3 separate regions of the Sus scrofa genome follow, and all the other regions are linked to region 2. Evidence: chromatin contacts called from public HiChIP or PLAC-seq and promoter capture Hi-C data. All regions are on one chromosome and are shown on one strand. Each heading gives the region's core, a stretch centred on a gene start, on an enhancer-like site or on the middle of the called end of the contact. The rest is flanking DNA. Distances are from core to core; before and after follow the strand shown.

What was found. Promoter capture Hi-C pulls out the DNA fragments that hold promoters and counts their contacts. HiChIP or PLAC-seq counts read pairs in DNA pulled down with a chosen protein or histone mark.
Region 1: a promoter capture Hi-C map of fetal skeletal muscle shows a contact between it and region 2, with 3 times the contacts expected there. The contact joins the promoter of KCTD15 here to the promoter of LSM14A in region 2. A contact is called at or near these places in 1 of 5 promoter capture datasets (fetal skeletal muscle), 1 of 47 Hi-C or Micro-C datasets (fibroblasts) and 1 of 2 datasets of contacts at active chromatin or transcription factors (alveolar macrophages).
Region 3: a contact with region 2 is called in an H3K27ac HiChIP or PLAC-seq map of skeletal muscle, with 3 times the contacts expected there. The contact joins the promoter of WTIP here to the promoter of LSM14A in region 2. A contact is called at or near these places in 1 of 47 Hi-C or Micro-C datasets (heart right ventricle) and 1 of 2 datasets of contacts at active chromatin or transcription factors (skeletal muscle).

The regions. Positions count from the first base shown.
Region 1 is chr6:43,526,638-43,530,424 of Sscrofa11.1, forward strand. It overlaps KCTD15 (BTB/POZ domain-containing protein KCTD15), which reads left to right and starts at 2,040. Exons shown (of 7, transcript XM_021094316.1): 1 at 2,040-2,203.
Region 2 is chr6:43,846,029-43,849,855 of Sscrofa11.1, forward strand. It overlaps LSM14A (LSM14A, mRNA processing body assembly factor), which reads left to right and starts at 1,854. Exons shown (of 10, transcript NM_001315798.1): 1 at 1,854-1,974. The coding sequence starts at 1,854.
Region 3 is chr6:44,148,937-44,152,517 of Sscrofa11.1, forward strand. It overlaps WTIP (Wilms tumor protein 1-interacting protein), which reads left to right and starts at 1,939. Exons shown (of 8, transcript XM_021097104.1): 1 at 1,939-2,694. The coding sequence starts at 2,016.

The sequences.
Region 1 (3,787 bases), core at 790-3,289, 320 kb before region 2:
TTGGCATGGCAGTGCAGCCCTGGGGAGACGGAGTCACCACGGACGAAAGCAGACCTCCCAGGCCTGGCTTGGCCAAAATATAGAGAGCAGAGAGTAGTGCTGTCAGGCCTGAGCTGGGAGCCAGAAGCCCGGGGGGTGCCAGGGCGTGGGGAGCAGAGTGGGCAGCCCATGGGCTGTGCTAGAACCGCTGTACAGCTCCTTGACCTACTTCCAGGGCCCCTTTCTGTTCTAGGAGCAGCCAAAAATCCATAAATTAAGGAAATTAACTGATGGGGCCTGCGGCATCTTTGTAAGCTATTTAAATCTATAAATTTACAACATCTTCTGCATATATCAAGTAATTGAACTAACTGCAGGGATGTAACTTTAATGAGAAAATTTCCCCCTTCTCCTGTAGTTCAAGGTCTAAAATAAATAAATAAATGAAACCTTCCCTTAGGAGGAAAGTTTCTGCTTATTCCCGCGTGGAGAAGTTCCAGAAGCGCGGTCTGGGAGCTCTTTCCACGCGCGAGGTCCCCTGGCCAAGGAGAAGAAGGCCCACAGCTCTTTCTCCTCCCGCCGGTGCCCCCGCCCACCCCCGCTCGTGCCCCCGCCCACCCCCGCTCGTGCCCCCGCTCCGGGCCGGCCCCTGGCGGCCCCTGAGAGTGGGGCCGCTAGAGGGCGCCCAGGTCCGGCTGGAGTTCGGGGTGGGGGCCCCGGCGCGGCTCTGGGCTGGAGCGCACCCGTCCTCCAGCTCGAGCCTGGCTCGAGCCAGGGCGTCCCCGAAGCCGGACGGGGGCGCAGTGCAGGCCGGGCGCGCGGCACTGGAGGCTCCGTGCTCCGTTTCCTAGGAGCCGGGAAGTGGTCCAGGAGCAGGCGGAGGTGGGGGACGGGCGGGGAGCGAGAGAAAGAGGAAGGGGAGGAGGAGGTAGGACAGGAGGAGGAAGCGGCAGCCGCCTCGGGGACCAGGGGGGACGCCCTGGGCGCAGGCCTCGGCGCCGCGAGGAGTCTTGGCGTTAGACGTCTCCATCGCGCCGCGCGAGTCAAGGAAATGGCGCGTCTGGCCGCGGGGGGCCGGCCGGGCGCCCCCCTCCCCCGCGGTAGCCGACCGCGTGTCCGCAGACGTCACGGGCGGCGCTGCTCCCCGGTAGAGGGGCGGTCGGGGCAGAGACCCGGGGAGGAAGGCCGGGGAGGGGGAGGGGCGGCTCTGGCCCCCGGCTCCGCTCCAGCCCCGGCCGACTCGCAGCCCAGTTTCTTCCCAAGTCCCGCCCCTGGCCCCGGGCGCCGCGGCGGCGGCTGCTCTCCTCTTTGTAACCGAGGAGTCAAGAAATGTGAGAAACGTGCCCTGTGTTACTTATTTGGGAGCCGAAAATTTATGCCCAGCTGAAAGCGCCCGGGGAAATATTACATCAGATGAAATGACAATGATTAAAATCAGCTTCTCCCCCGCCCCCTCCCGAGCCCGGAGGAGGCCCGGGCGCCGCGTGGCTGGCCGGCGGGGGGCGGGGGCTGGGCGGCGGAGGGCGCGGGGCCTGGGCGCACCGCTCCCGGGAGGGTCCTGGCGGAGGCCACGGCGGGAAGGCGCAGGCTTCGGGGGAGGCGGGTGGTGCTCGCCCGGCTAAAGGAAGGGAAACGGCGCATTTTTGTCGCCGAGCGCGGTAGGCGCGGGCGCGCGGAGCTAATTGCGACTCTAATCCTCTGCCCCGCGGCGCAGCCAAGCCCCGAGCCAGGAGTCGCCGCGCGCTCCCGCTCGCCTCGCCGCGCTGGGTAATTTGGAGCCGGATCGCTGCCCTTGGCGTCCGGGCTCGGCCGCGACGGGGCGCGGGCTGAGGGCTGAGGTGGGGGGCTGGTTTTCTCGCCAGCAACCGGGGAAGGCCGCTGGAGAGAGAGGAGGGAGGAGAGGAGGTGGGAGCGGCGGGAGGGCAGCCGGAGAGCGGCGCGAAGAGGAGGCGGCGGCGGCGGCCGCGAGGAGGGGAGGAGGCGAGGGGAGGGCGGGGAGGGGAGGCCCCGGCGCGCCGCGCCGCGAGGGGCCGCGCGAAGCGGGGGCCGGGGCGGGAGGGGTGGGTGGGGGAGGGTTGGGGGCGAGAGAGAAAGTAACTCCAGGACGAGACCGGAGCGACCCGCGCGGCGAGCATAGGCGGCGAGGCTGTGCCCGGCGCCCGAGACCGGCGGCTGCGGGGGGCGGGGGCTGCGCCCGAGCCGGATCCGCCGCTCCGGCTCCGAGGTAAGCCCCGCGCGGGCGGCCACCGCTCAGCGACGCGCACCCCTGTCCCTAAAGTGGCTGTGATACCCAGAAAGTCGCCCGGCCGGGATTCGGACCTGGGCGGGGGCGGCTGCTTTGTCCCGGTGCAAGGCGGCGGGGACTGGCGGCGCGGGGGCACCCAGCACAAAGGCCTGGCGCGGGAAGGGGGGATTGCCCACGTGGGCCGGCCCTGGCCCCGGGTGGACCCTCCCCACGCGGGCGGGCACCGAGCTTCCTGCCGCGCGGGGCGGGGTGGGGGGGAGGGTGGCGTTCAGGTCCGGGCACTTGGGCCTCAGTGCAGGGCCGAGCGCCCTGCAGAGCCAGCGAGTTTCCGGGGTCAGAACCGGGCTCACGCAGCTGGGGCTTCGGGCTGATTGGGCCGGGCTTGGTGTCCAAATCAGGGAGAGAAAAAGTCTCCAACGGGACAGATGTGCGTCCTCAGACGCCCACCCGCGAGTCCCAAACGGAGCGGAAGGGGCTGGCGCGCCGGTGGGTCATCCCAAGCGCGGGTCTGGAACCCCAGGCGGGCCGCGCGGAGACGCGGTCGTCGCCGCCGGAGCCCTGCACCCCGCCGGTACCCCCAGACCTGGACGCGCGCACCGGCACACACTCTCAAACAGCCCCCCCTCCCCCTTAGCTGGAGCGCGTTTCCGTCCTCCGCGCCCCCCACCCCCGGCTGCAGAAAGATAAGCTTCAAGTTTTCACTCGGTGTCTCAAATGTGCATGAAGGAATTTAACTGCACGAGTGAATAACAGCATTAGTTTCAATTAATTTTTTTTAATCCCGGCAACAATAAACTTTGAGAACAAAAGCGCTTTTACGTCCTTAATTAGGCGAGCTTCCCATCTGTGGTCTCTTAAGTGTCTGCCTCTTGATTTAACTTTGTCTTCCGCCCCGCCCCTGCCGCACACCCCTCCCGGTCCTGCCAGGCGCTCTGGGTTCCGCGGCCACCCCCGCCCCGCGGCGCCGCGGGCCTGGGCCCAGCCGGCTCCGGCCGCCCCGAAGTTCACAGCGGCCGGCGGGCTCCGTGGAGGGGCTGGCGCGCGCCAGGTGGCCCGCCTGCCTCCCTTCTAGCCCACCTCCTGGGCAATTCTGCAGGCCCCTGGCCCTCTAGCCCCGGGCTGGCGCCCTGGGCGCAGAGCCGAAGGGAGCTCTCGAGGCGCCTTCTGTTTACCTTTTATGGTTAAAATAACAGCTTAGCAAAGAAGCGACTTCACGAAGAAGCGATTTAGTGAAATCGTCTCAAGCTGCCGCAGCTCAGCCAGTTTAATCACCCCCAGAGAGCTGAACAACTGCGAGCACAATGGGACACAAAATCATTTTGTGTGTAAATGAGCGTGGCATTCTGCTCGCTTCCCTCTGCTCGGGCGGGCGGGGCTCGGCGGCGGCGGTGGGGCGGGCGCGGGACCCGGGGCTCCCGCTGCAGCTTGGAGAAGCGGGTCAATACCCAGCTAGTTTGGAAACCTGCGGGGCCGTGGAGCACTCTACCGCCGAAGCTCCTGCAACAGGCGGTTTGGCTGATCCTCGGGAGGGCCGTGGCGCGCTGGGGCTGGGTCGTGGGGTTT
Region 2 (3,827 bases), core at 604-3,103:
GAGGAAAGTCCTGGGTGAAAAAGCGGTGGCGAGAACAGGAGGGTGAAGCAAGGGAACAAGGGACTAAATCATGTATGTCTTTATAAGCCAGCATAAGGAGTCTGGCTTTCATTCTGTGTGATATGAGATCACTGGGGAGAGGCGTATTGCATAGAGGGGGGATATGATCTGCCTTAGATTTTTAACAAGATCCCTCTGGTTGCTGTGTTGAGAATAAATACTGGGGACAAGGGCAGGGGTAGAGGGATATTTTAGGAGGCTGTTGGAATGATCCTGGCCAGAGTAAGGGTGGCTTGTTGTAGGGACGGGTGGAGATGGTGAGAAGTGATCAGATTCAGGATACATTCCATACATAAAATGGACAAGATTTTGCAATCAGAACAGCCATGAGGGTGAGAGAGAAGTCCCATCATTGATATGGAGGAATGGTAGAGTAAACAGTATCAGCTGCTTCAATGGTAAAGAGGGGAAAAGTTAGTTTTAGAGGGGAAATCCGGAGTATGGCTTCAGACACATATATGCCAACTAGACATTCAACTGGAGAGTTGAAGAGGCTGTGTATGTAGCCTGCCATCTAAGTAAACAAAGGACTTTGCAGCCAACAATCCCTCAGCCACTGTAGCCACCCCCAACTGTGCACCCTGAGGGGATTCAGGATGGAGAAAAAGAGTTGACTAGCCCTAGACAGTTAAGTTGCATATCAAAGGAAGAATTTCAAGGAGCCCAGACTCCTGTGACTTATCATACAAAGAGAAAAGTACTAAATTCATTAACTCGAGCTATCTATTTTTTCTTTAAGAGTAATCTTTTCATATTAGACTACCTGGGTTTTTGTTGGTGGTGGTTGGTTTGGGGGCTATGTTTGTTTTTGCAAATTTCCTATATATCCTGGCTCCTCTCTTTCCTCTTGGGAACAGTCCCTCAGAGCTGAGAGCTTGTCCCCCAGGCTTAAGTCCTCAGCAAACTCCCGGAATAAAACACAATTCTCAACCTTTATTGTTGTTGTGCTTTGTTGTTGTTGTTGTTGACAAGGCTATAGCTTACATGAATCCGGAGTTCACAGAACTGATCAAAACTGCAAACAAATACCTGAGATTGGTCTGTGTGCCATGACATTGAAAGCCATGAACCTAGATGAGACCATCTGAAAGTGCTGGACAGAATCCCACCTCCAGAAGAAGTGAAGGAGAGAAGAGGAGAGACTCAGTGAATGACAGATGCTGTAATAGGGCCATGAAAGATCTATGAGGGGCGCAGTTGCTTCAAAGGGAAAATGACCGGTCTTAAGGGGCTCACCAGGAGCTTGGAGGCGGGATAGGGTTAGGCAACTTTCCGGGCAGGGGGGTCCGCCTTTGCAGAGACGACACGGGTTTCAGGACAAGATACAAGGGGTCTGGAAATCGCAGAGACTGCGGCTGAGGTCAAGAAGGTCGCGCGTGCCTCCATTCCAGCCCACAGTGTCCTGCCGTATCCGGACACCTGTCTTCTCCCTGAACCTCCTCTCGGGCCGCGGGGAAACCGCAGCGCGAGAGCGCCGCAGCGCGAGATCAGGCCAAGCTGCGTAGCCGGCACTACGGCTGTCGGGGAGAAGTCCGGAGCCGTCCGCAGCCGGCCGAGTCTCGCGAGAGCTCGGCCTCCCAGGCCCAGCATGCCGCGCGCGGCCGCCGCCGCCGCCGCCGCCGCCGCCGCGGCTTGAGGGCGGGAGGCTGGGGGAGGGTAGCGGAGCCGGCGCCGCCGCCATGTTGGGTCTGAGGAGACTGCTGTAGGCGCCGACCGAGCAAGTGGGCGTACGGAGCGACCCCAGCGGCGTGGGATCTGCCTCTCTGCGAGCGGCCCGGGGCGGCGGCGGCGCCATGAGCGGGGGCACCCCTTACATCGGCAGCAAGATCAGCCTTATCTCCAAGGCGGAGATCCGCTACGAGGGCATCCTCTACACTATCGACACCGAGAACTCTACAGTAGCTCTCGCCAAAGGTACGCCGGGGCGGGCCTCGGTGTGGGGGGCCGGGCCGGAATGGGCCCTCGGGGCTGCGCCTGGCTCTCGGCCGCGACCTCCTCGCTCCCCCCCTCCCCTCTCCGCCGTCCTCCCGGAGGCCGCTCCCTTTTCTCCCTCCGGGCCCCGGCGTCGCGGGCCGGGCCTCAGCCTCCCCCGGGCTCCCAGGCTTCCACCCGGAGGTCTGCGCCTTCGATCCGGGGACTAAGAACCGGGAGCGGGGCAGGCGGGGCGGCCTCAAGTCCGAGAACGGGCTGGAGAACACGGAGATACGTGTCTTCCAACTCCGAAATTCGGTGGTTCTGTCGTCTTCCCACCAAACAAAGCCTGAGTAGTCAAAGAATTTTTCCGCCGAGCCCGAGTTTAAAGTGCTGATTTGTTGATTCCCCGGCACCCATTTTCTCAGTTCTTAATTTCAATTCCGTTGCATATTCCTCAGGCGAACTGTAAGTAATATGCCCAAACTTTGGGTTCCCTCAGAGACGTAGACGGTCTCGAAATGCCATTGGTACCTTCGAGCAGATCACATCCCACTTGTCTCATGTGTGGTATTTACCTGTTAAACCGGAATCCTTCTCCAAGCCTGTTGTGCAACCATCTCTTTAAAAATGTTTGCTGCTCTCGCTTCGGCCTTGTTTCTGGAATCCCAGTGGGGAGAAGGGTTCAAGTTTGATCCAGGATCAGTGTTCTCAAGGCAGATCTGAATGATCAGTGGGCTCTGACTGACTCCCGGGGAGGCTCCCTGGGACAGAGTTCTGGGGTGTAGGAGTAAGGTGTACTCTCTAAAGTATTTAGCATCACCACAGTCTGTGTGGGTTTTGTTTCCGTTCGTATGTGACGGGCCTTTGCTCAGCCAGGAAACTAGGAAGAAAATAAACCTTAGCACCTGATCTTGAAAGAAATCTTGCAAGTTTTTGAAACACTGAGGAGAGGGAAGGAATAAAACTAAGGTAATTTTCGCAGCACATCTACTAGAGGTATAGAATGAATAGCATGATAGGGACAGAGGTCCAGAGATAGGAAGAACATTTTCTAAATCTATTTGTTTAAAAAAAAAGGGATTAATCTTTGACAATAGTTGAGTCATTTCACGGTATCCCACAAGTATTTAAGGACTTTTTTTGGATGCTCTGGTAGATCCTTTTTAATAGCACTTGTGTTGGAATGAGCATATCTGGGTAAGGAGTCTTAAATTATTTTACCTTAATTTCCCCACACACACACCCCGTATGCTAATTTTAAGGCTTTGTGAAATTATGAAAAAAAGGCCTTCTGAAGTTCTTGTTGAGAGCCATATACAGGTTGAAAGCAGTATTTCTCATTAAAGTGGTTTAATAGCTTTTTAAAGCTTGTTTTACCTAATCTGAATTTTAAGATGTCTTGCTACTTTAATGACTTATCAATGAATTAGGTGGCTGTAGTATCTTTACTCCTGACAAAGAAAAAAATCCATATGTTTTTAAGATTTCTAATGTATTTATTTCGGCCTTTTTAAAGAAAAATCATTTTAAATGCACTCTTTTATGCAAGAACCTAAAAACTGTATTTTGATAATGATCCACATTTTTAAAAATTGTCTTTGGAACAGCTTCTAGAGTCAGTTACATTTTATTAGTCTGTAATAGTTAAATTTATATGCCAAGCATAATTTGTTCCTTTTATCATGACTTGATAAATGTTACGTGAGTATAGCAATGGAAATATTTTTTTTAATCATTGAATTTAATTCTGTACTTATGGCTTTGATATTTAATCCCACATACATAATATATCCTTTTTTCTTAAATATAATTTTTTAATGTGTAACAGAAATTGGGAATTTGTGTTTGCAAAA
Region 3 (3,581 bases), core at 689-3,188, 300 kb after region 2:
TGAGTTAAAAATGAATTACCTTTGAGGGCAGAGAGCTCCCTCTGAGCTCCTATTCAGATGGCTGGAGATCCTAAAGCTGTATGGATTACACAAATAATGTGATAGACACTTTTGTGCCTACGTTGTTGTCTGCATATGGGATTACTTCCGTGAGCATTACTGTTTTCAAGAGTGTTTTTGTTTGTTGATTGGTATTATTAATATCCTCACAAAGGATGTTGAGGATGTTAATAATACCAAATTGCTCTTCCTGACAGGATGTGCCAACTTACACTCATTACCGGTAAAATATACAAAAGTTTCACCACCATCTTGCCAATATTTCCATCTTTAAATTGTAGATAATGTGATCACTGAAATATGATACCTTATTGTTGATTTATATTCCTTTCTCAGAGAGTAAGATCAGTTTTCATCAGCTGCCTCCTCTGGATATTCGCTCCCTTCCAACTGCTTGCCCCTACTTGTGCCTCCCAGCGCCACCGCCTCCGCCACCCCCACCCCCTCCCGCCACCCAGCCTGGGGAGTAGAAGATTGGAATTCTTCTTGTAGCTCTGAGAGGTGCTAGGGAGGAGTAGCTGGGTCAGATACTGCTCCCCTGCCAGCTGAGGATGGGCCACAGCGAGCTCCTAAGCGATGTTGAGGCCAAATGCCCTGGTCAGTCTGCACCAGGACGAGTCCCCGTCCAGGCTCCCTGCTCCATGGGATGCCTTCCTGGAATTCTCTGAGGAAGGGGGTGGAATAAGAGAACTCTTTCACTCAAGGTTGTTTGCCGGGATCCACTAGGTCCTGACAGATAATACTTTGCTCTTCTTCCCTCACAAGCTGTTTGAAATATATAAGGGCTTTGTAGCCTGTGTTTTTGGAGACAAAGCCCTAGTCACCTCTTGTTCCTCTCCCTCACCACAGGGCCCCCAGACCCCATGCCGTCCTATGTCTGCGCAAATGCTTTCAGGAGCATTCCCTGGGCACCTCGCCCAAGACCCTGTGGGCAGGTGCTGGAGAAAGGAGTTCTCACATCTCTTGGTGAATGCCCGCGGCGGTCACAACTGAGGCTTCACTGCCCACTGGTATAGCCTGAGGCCTGCTTCCGGCCTCGCCTGGCCTTGGGCGCTTATGAGCCGAGACCGGGCATGGGGGACCAGTCCCCATCCAGCCCCATCTTCTGCTAGCACAAGGCGCCTTCCCCACCAGGCAGGTTGGGGCTGCAGAAACCAGTGCGCGGCCACATGGCCTCGGGACAGGCTGGGGTTTTAGGGTCACGCGAAGTGCTGGGGGCGCATCCGCCCGAGACGCACAGTGTTCTCCAGGGTCCTGGAGCGGGCGCAGCGCTTCTGCCCAAGGCCGAACTTGTCCGGCCCAGCTCCTGAAATCCTGGCGGCGCCGGGAAGTAAAATGGGGGAGGATGTGGGAAACGTTTGTCAACTGCTCATATTTCTACGGCCGGGATTACGGGAGCCGCCTCTAGCTCAGCCCGCGGGAATCTGGGATCTTTCAAGAGGCCCGACTGTCGGGGCGCGCAACGGAGCCCGGACCCTCTCCGCGGCGCCACGGCTGGCCGCTTTGCCATCCGTGGGCCAGCTCCAAGCCGCACGCCCCGGCGGCTCGGCCCAAGCTGCGCGCCCCTCCGAGCTCCCGGCTAAGCGCGGACACCACGGCTCCGCCGCCGCCACTCCCCCCACATTCCAGAGGCCGCAGCGCCGTCTCCTTCCTCGCATTCCTGCCCCCACAAAGGAGTCCCTCCGCCCCCCGCGCGGCCGCGGGGAGGAGGGGGCGCGGCCCGGCGCCTCCGAGCGCACATTCCTCCGCCGTGCGCGCCACCGAGCGGAGCGCCTCGGCCCCCGGCCCGCGCGTGGCCGGCGGAGCGACCCCGGCCCGGCTCCGGCCCCGCCCCGCCCCGCGCCCAGGGGTCCCGGGGCGGGCTCCGGGCTTCGGGCGGACGATGAGGCGGCGCGGCCGGAGCGGCGGCGGGAAGCGGAGGCGGAGGTGACGCGCCGGGGCCGGCGGGCCGGGCCATGCAGCGCTCCCGGGCGGCTGCGGACGAGGCGGCTCTGCTCCTGGCCGGGCTGGCCCTGCGGGAGCTGGAGCCGGGCGGCGACTCTCTGGGCCGGGGTCGGCGGGGACCGAGGCCCGGGCCGGGAGACGAGGCGGCGCAGGCGCTGGGCCGCAGAGGGCAGGGCGGCGGCGGCGGCCCCGAGGCCGGGGCGGACGGACTGAGCCGCGGGGAGCGAGGCCCGCGGCGCGCGGCGGTCCCCGAGCTCAGCACGCAGCCGGCGGGCAGCCCGCGGGCCAGCCTGGCGGGCTCCGACGGCGGCGGCGGCGGCGGCGGCAGTGGCAGCGCCCGCTCCAGCGGCATCAGCCTGGGCTACGACCAACGCCACGGCAGCCCGCGCTCGGGCCGCTCGGACCCGCGCCCGGGCCCCGGGCCGCCGTCGGTGGGCAGCGCCCGCTCCAGCGTGTCCAGCCTCGGCTCTCGCGGCTCGGCCGGCGCCTACCCTGACCTGCTCTTGCCCGGCGCCTGTCCCGCGCCGGCTCGCTCCCCGGAGCCGGCCGGGCCGGCCCCCTTCGCTCTGCCTTCGCTCCAGCTGCCCCCGGGCCGGGAAGGCGGCCCGAGCGCGGCGGAGCGGCGGCTGGAGGCGCTGACCCGAGAGCTGGAGCGAGCGCTGGAGGCGCGCACGGCGCGGGATTACTTCGGTGAGCAAGCCTGTCCCTGCCGCCCGCGCGCCGGGGCCCCAAGCCTCCGTCGTCCTCGTCGGGGGTCGGGGACCGCCTCTGGATAGGCGGCGGGCTCAGTGGAGGGGAGCGAAGGGTGGGCCGAAGGCTGGGTGTTGGACCAGGGGCCGGGATGGGAAGAGCGTCTCTCTCTTTCGTGTGTCTTAAGTGTGTTCCACCGTCGGTGGGTATGTGCGAACCTCCAGGTCTGAGGTTTATTTAGCGGCTCAGACTCTGGGTCTCCAGCTGGGAGTTCTGGCCAAGTCAGTGGATGCGTTTTTCCTGATTTAGAGAAGAAGTCACGTTAATACGCAGAATAAGCTTTAATGTCTCCTTAACCGTTGGCACTTGCTTCAATTTGTCATACAGGCACAGTCAGCCGAAACCGTGTAGGGGCCTCGCGGTCCCGGTGTTTCCTTTCCCCAGCAGTACCGGGTGTGGACAGGGGCAGGGAGGTGGCGTGGTCCAGATGCCTCCAGACGCCGCCTGACCTGAGGCTTTGATAATGGTAGCTGCTGGATGTAAAGTCCATGAGGCAGGAGAGGCCACCCTGAGGGGGAGAGAACGGAGCTGGTCACACTGGGCTGTCCTCGCTCTGGACCCTGCAGTGGATATGGGATGTTTCCGAAGGGAATCCTGCTTCACATCCTTTGCAAAGAAAACCACCGGTCTCCAAGCCTCTCTTTCCCAGTCTGACCTTGGCCTTTTGATCCCTAGTTCTTTAGACAGGGCTTCAGACTCTTAGGCTTGAGAGGAGGCTGGGAGGGGCTCCCCCCCCCCCCCCCCCCGCCCCTTACTGATAAGCAGACACCCGGCTTTGGATGGTAGTTATCATGTCTGGGAGGGAGGCCGTCCTGGGGCTTGTCTTT